Regions from separate parts of the Zea mays genome. Here region 2 is linked to region 1. The links are chromatin contacts, called in public Hi-C maps. All regions are on one chromosome and are shown on one strand. Each heading gives the region's core, a stretch centred on a gene start, on an enhancer-like site or on the middle of the called end of the contact. The rest is flanking DNA. Distances are from core to core; before and after follow the strand shown. Region 1 holds the start of LOC100276033. Region 2 holds the start of LOC100283412.

What was found. A called contact is a pair of places that touch in the nucleus more often than the background predicts.
Region 2: a contact with region 1 is called in a Hi-C map of leaf, with 4 times the contacts expected there. The contact joins the promoter of LOC100283412 here to the promoter of LOC100276033 in region 1. A contact is called at or near these places in 3 of 25 Hi-C or Micro-C datasets (all in leaf).

What each region holds. Positions count from the first base shown.
Region 1 is chr5:36,029,068-36,032,132 of Zm-B73-REFERENCE-NAM-5.0, forward strand. It overlaps LOC100276033, which reads right to left and starts at 1,419. Exons shown (of 10, transcript NM_001149923.1): 1 at 1,004-1,419; 2 at 64-118. The coding sequence starts at 1,128.
Region 2 is chr5:36,237,677-36,240,376 of Zm-B73-REFERENCE-NAM-5.0, forward strand. LOC100283412 reads right to left here and starts at 1,337. Exons shown (of 7, transcript NM_001156313.1): 1 at 834-1,337. The coding sequence starts at 1,223.

The sequences.
Region 1 (3,065 bases), core at 169-2,668:
CCAAAGTATACGTGGTTGAACAAGGAAGTTCACCCAATGTTTTAGGTAACCTATGCTATGTACCTCAACCGCCGCAGGGGAAGTAGCCCTTGGAACCCTCACAGCTGGAGAGAACAATCTGGAGATAGGAAAAGATCAGTTACAAACACTCCAAACTGAAAAAAGGCAACATAGTGGAGTTCAATATTGAGATACCATGACACTATAAGACACAGAATAACAAATAACAATAGGTCAGTATTAACATCATTGCACTACGAAACAACTAAACTAGGAGCCTCCTAAGAAAAATTCATGCACTATTTTTGAAATATTACAGATAAGTATACTCTTACTTCAGCTTTTATTTACGATAGACTCAGAGACTAAAATATGAAACCCCAACTTTTGGTTCATACCGACTTGCTGCGGCAAATGGACTCAGCAAACTATAGAATGTTTAAATTAGTACATAAGACCATAGAAACTGTCAAATCCATGACGTCAGAGACAAACAAGATAATATATTGTCAGATTCTTAACATAAAAATATCATACGGTTGGAGTTCAAGGACATAGGGCTAGACTGTTTTGTTCTAAGACCAATCTAAAATATTTTGACTGCAATTAACTAGAAATTAAGAACTCGAACAAGCTTGGAAGGATGATGAGTGTAAGGAATTTTTTGGAAGCGGCTTCCAAGCCTCACTCATACTGTGAAATATAACATCCATATATGATGCCAAGCAAAAGCCGGTCTGCAATCATTGTGTAGTATATTCTTCCCCTCAAATAGAATCAAAGAAACAAGCCATGCCATCATGATGTGAACCAAAGAGCATCATGTACTAACAAATTCAAGAATGAAGCTAAATTGTACAGTCCCAATCGAACAAACGTATATTCTCTGCAAGTCAACTGCAACCTTTGGCAGAAAAGAAAAAAATGCTAAACAAAGGCTCGGTGTTTAGTGCAGCGAAAAGAGGATGGTTAAAAAAAACTGAATCTTGGCCAATCCCCTCACTTCAAGTTGGCGGGCGCCGCTGGTGCAAGAGGCATCCACCGACCAAGAACCGCAGCACGGCGGGCGCCGGGGCACGTCCGGAGGGTGCTTTTGGCGGCCGCGACAGTCACGGTCATTTCGGCCATCTCTGCTCCAAGAAACGGGCAGAGAGATCCAGTCCGATCTAGCAACCCGAGTGGGACGAAATAGGGGGGCGGATGGACGAGGAGGTAGTGCTACAAAGGCGAAGGCGAGAGCGATGGGATCATGACGATAATGTCTGCGGCTGTCGCGGCCGCTCTATCCATATCTTTGTTGCGGCTGGCGGCAGTAGAGGAGAGGGGGCGGGTGAGAAGTGGGGATGGCTAGCGGCACCGGCACGGCAGCAGAGGGAGGAGCGGATGCGGAGCGCGGAGGGTGGTGTCGAGTGGCCGAGTGGCGGAGTGGGAATGGGATGGGTAGGATTCGTTAGGAGGCGAGGAGGGAATGGACGGATGGATAGACAGAGATTAGATGATGGACGGCCAGATGCACTCCATAACTAGTTAAAGTGGTGTTCCACGGGTAGCGGATATGGGGAGTGAAGAGCTCTCTCGATCAAGCTGAATACATTTAAAATAACTCTTTATAATGGACAAAAACAAATGAAAAGGCAAAAATATTCTTTTTTCTATCCTTATCTAGAGAACATATATTGTGCAATCAATTATGTTGATGTGACCGTGCAGTCAAGTAATCTAACGCATCCAATCAAAATTTAACGGCGATTATTGTTTTAGATGAAAAGGATTGAATGTAAAGTAGTTACTAAGTTTCAGATAAAAATGGTTAAATATAAAATAGCAGTTGCCGTTGAATTTTAATTGAATGCATTACATTGTTTGATTATAATGATTAATTGCACAAGATATATTATCTCTTATCTTCTCTTAATGTATGTCTACCGCCTGCAATCACACTGGTGAGCCACCTGCTCTTATGACCATGTGCCCCGATGGACCGTGCATGTCGATGGGCGCACCCTTGATGGTTTACACATCTCGACGACCCACATGCTCTAGTTCTTGCATGCATCGGTGGATGTGCTCTTTAGATTATGGCCAGTAGATCGTGTACATGGTCATGTAAAAAACGTTGGTTTACAGTGAAAGAGTAGGGATTGCAATAGAAGGTGAGATCAGTAATGTTGTTGAAGATAGTCAAAGCGGTTTGCTTGCTTCGGTGGTCGTGTGAGTTTTTTCTCTCCATGTGTGTTTCTTTCTCGCCAGGATAGAGTGGTTTTGTTGAGTTCTTTCTAAGGCCTATCAGGGTGAGGTGAAGCTAAACAAAGTCATTTTGTTGGGCTTCATCCTACTCTGTGAGAATAGGTTTTAAAAATGATTTACCAATAAAACCTTTTATTTTATCCTATCAAGGTGAGGTGAAGCTAAACAAAGTCGTTTTGTTGGGCTTCATCCTATCGTATTCACCTCAATCCACGTGCATTGATGTGAATTGAAATATACCCTAATCCAGCTCAATACGTATGGATTGAGATGAATACGAGAGTATCCAAACAAGACCTAAAATCGGGATAAGCCTAACCAAACCAGAAATCTCTGCATGTCTTTGTGTTTGGATACTCTCGTATTTGAATACTATCGTATTTGGTTAGGATGAAGCCATTTTAAATACGAGAGTATCCAAACAAGACGGGATAAACCTCCTTTTCCCTTTGCTTAACACGACCTCCTTCACTGTATCACTCCTCTCCGCGTGTATTTCTACAGAAATCTGGAGTTTTTATGATGGTTGGAATTATGGTGGTTTGAGAAAAGGACAAATGTGTGCACATGAGTTAGTTGAGGGTGGTTTGGTTCTTGTTGATGCGGTCCAATAAAATCATGAAATAGAGAGGCTTCGAGGTTGGGGATTATAAGAAACTCGAGTACTTATATGGTGAGTTGAAATGTTTTTGATGCATTTTTAGAAGAAATTTGTTCGAAAACACAAATTGTTCATTTCTGTTTGTAAGCATATTTTCAGTCCATCCCTAGTGATGTTGACATGGGACTACAAGATAATACAATAAAGTCCAAGCAAC
Region 2 (2,700 bases), core at 87-2,586, 210 kb after region 1:
AATCTTGCTGTGAGAGCTGATTAAATGCTCTTTTTCAGAAACTGATCGAGAACAGCTACGGCTTTCCAGGTTATCTGAACTAAGCTGCAACACTGGCTTGGTGCATGTATAACTGAAACGCAGGCCGAAAAAAAGATTTATTGTAAGGTATTTTTTGCTCCCTTGTCGACAAATATTACATCTTATTTTACCAAGGAATGATTGCTATCTTCTCTCATATAATTTGATCCAGGTGGCAACATTGCATTCAATTGCTGTATCATGTGCAAGCTTCATGTTCATGTTACTGATTTGGTTTTGCTACCTAGTTCTTGATTGCTCTTGCCATTTGTTGCAGATGAGCTCACTTGATCTGTTTTTTTATAACTGCAGCAGCTCCAGGGATGCATAATCAGTTGAATTACTGGTTATGCCTTCTCTACCATGGTCTCTGTGTTGCAGCTCCCAGGGATGCATAATAAAGGAATCACCTGTTGGCATTCGAAGGATGGTGTTGATATTGTCGCAATTTCTGTTTTTACATCCTCAGGTGGACTGAGGATATTACAGTCAGGAGCTTAATCTTAAGAGTCATGCTGGTTTAGCTATTCAAACTCTTGCTTTTCTATCTTATAATTTGTTCTTGGTGGTTTGGGACTTTTGGGATGTGTTCTATTTTTGGCAATGAATGGTTTGGATCAAATGATCCAGATTTATTGTGGGCATACGTCAGGCAAGGTTTCTAATTTAATGTTTTGCAACAGCTTTCTTTGTTCAGTGTTACATTCTCGCTCCTTACCTCCGATGATCACAAACTAAGTGGCACTCTGCTCGAATAGAATGGCTCAACGGACCTGGAGGAGCGCGGCGACGCCGGACTCAACGTGGGTTAGGTTAACGAGCAGCATGACGAGTCTGCGCGCGAGAGCTGGCTGCTCCCCGCCTCGCTTGGCCACGACGTCCATGGCGGCATCGACGGCCCCGAGCGCGACAAGGCGCGCTGCGAGGGCCGCGTCCTGGCTGAGGTTGACGAGCGAGTCCGCCGCGGCCTCTCCCGAGCCACTTCCGCCCGCGGAGGCCAGCAGGCGGAGCAACGCCGGAAGGGCGCTATCGGCGCGCGCCGTGAGCGCCCGGAGGCCGTCCTCCCCACCCGTCAGCCCGCGCACGATGTCCGCCGCCGCGCCCCGCACCTGGGGGTTGCGGTCGGAGAGGAAGCCGATCAGCTCGTCGAGCTCGTCGGCCATGGCGCGGCGGCGGCGGCGGCAGGGTTTAGTAGGCCTTCTGGTCGTGTTCGGGGTATTCTTCTTTTTTTTTTGGCTGATACTACAATACACAGACACAGCGGGATGAATGGATTTGTTAGGCTGCTGCCAACGCTCCCAGTGGTAATGGCCTTAGTGTGCGTTCTCCGGTATTTCTAGTTGGCTAGTTTATTTCTAAACTAAAACATGGCAAATGAAAAAGAACGGAAAGAATGTCTAATTAAAGTTGCATCTAAACAAATATCTAATTTTATCAGTTATCTATCACGTTATAAATATTAGTCGGTTACCCGTGCGTTACGACGGATCACAACAATACCCACGTAAATTATCCAACAAAAAAATCTCCAGATTTTTTATTAATTGTCTTCGTTCTTCGCATAATATTTTTTATGAACGCACGGGTAACATAGGCAGCAAATCAGAGATCTCTATCCCTCGTCTCCTCCACTTCCAAGGTTTCGTAGAGCAGGAGGGGAAGGGAAGAGGCAGACATACTTGTTCGTTGCCGGAGAAAGACACGACAAAGACCTGGGCATCTGGAGATGATATAGGTAGTATACCGCTAGATATATAGGGAGAGAGCAAGCAAGCGGAGAAAGAAGCTCAGCCAGAACCCTTGGGCTACCAACCTCGCCTTATTTCTCACTACCAACTCATCCTCACTCTCTTTGTTTTTGAAAACCCATTTTGTACCTATGGGATGGCCGTTTGAAGGAGGTGGTACCAAAACCCAAACCTGATTTCACTCAAAATTTTCAAGCTTCTCATGCATAGCATTGACCAAGCGAGGATCGGATAGAGCGTGTCCAACATCCTGGGGCTCAAAAGTTGCAACAAAAGCTGAGTGAGCAAAGTGGGACATCTGCTGATACCTAGAGCGAGTGACTCGCTCATCAATCTCACCAATCATCTATTAAGGAGGGTGATCGTGTTGAATGTGCCGTGGAGTCGTCCTCGAAGAGGTAGCCTCCCCCTCAACAACAGCCTCAACTCCTCCAGTCTCAGCAGGAGCTGGCTCGAGCTGACCCTAAGTGGTGGAAGAAGTGGGGTCGGGTCCATTAGTCGAAGTCGTGGAAGCAGGCTCAACTAGGGCAACTGGTTGAGTCGGCTTGGGATCACCTGAATCGGCGTCGTCATGCTTCTCCTCCACAAAGATGGTCTGTCCCATCCGATCTGGACCTGCAAGCTCAAAGACAGGGGATGGACAAGGTGCAATCTCATCGAATGTTACCTCATAAGTCTCCATAATGCGGTTAGTCTCCAGGTTAAGAACACGATAAGCACGAGAATGTAATACATAACCCAGGAAAACCCCATCAGAAGACCGAGACTCAAATTTGTCTGAATTGCCCTGTTTCAGCACAAAGCATATGCAGCCAAACACCCTGAAATGACTAACGTTGGGTGGCCATCCAAACCACAACTCATATGAAGTCTTGTTCAAGAAAGTTCAAAG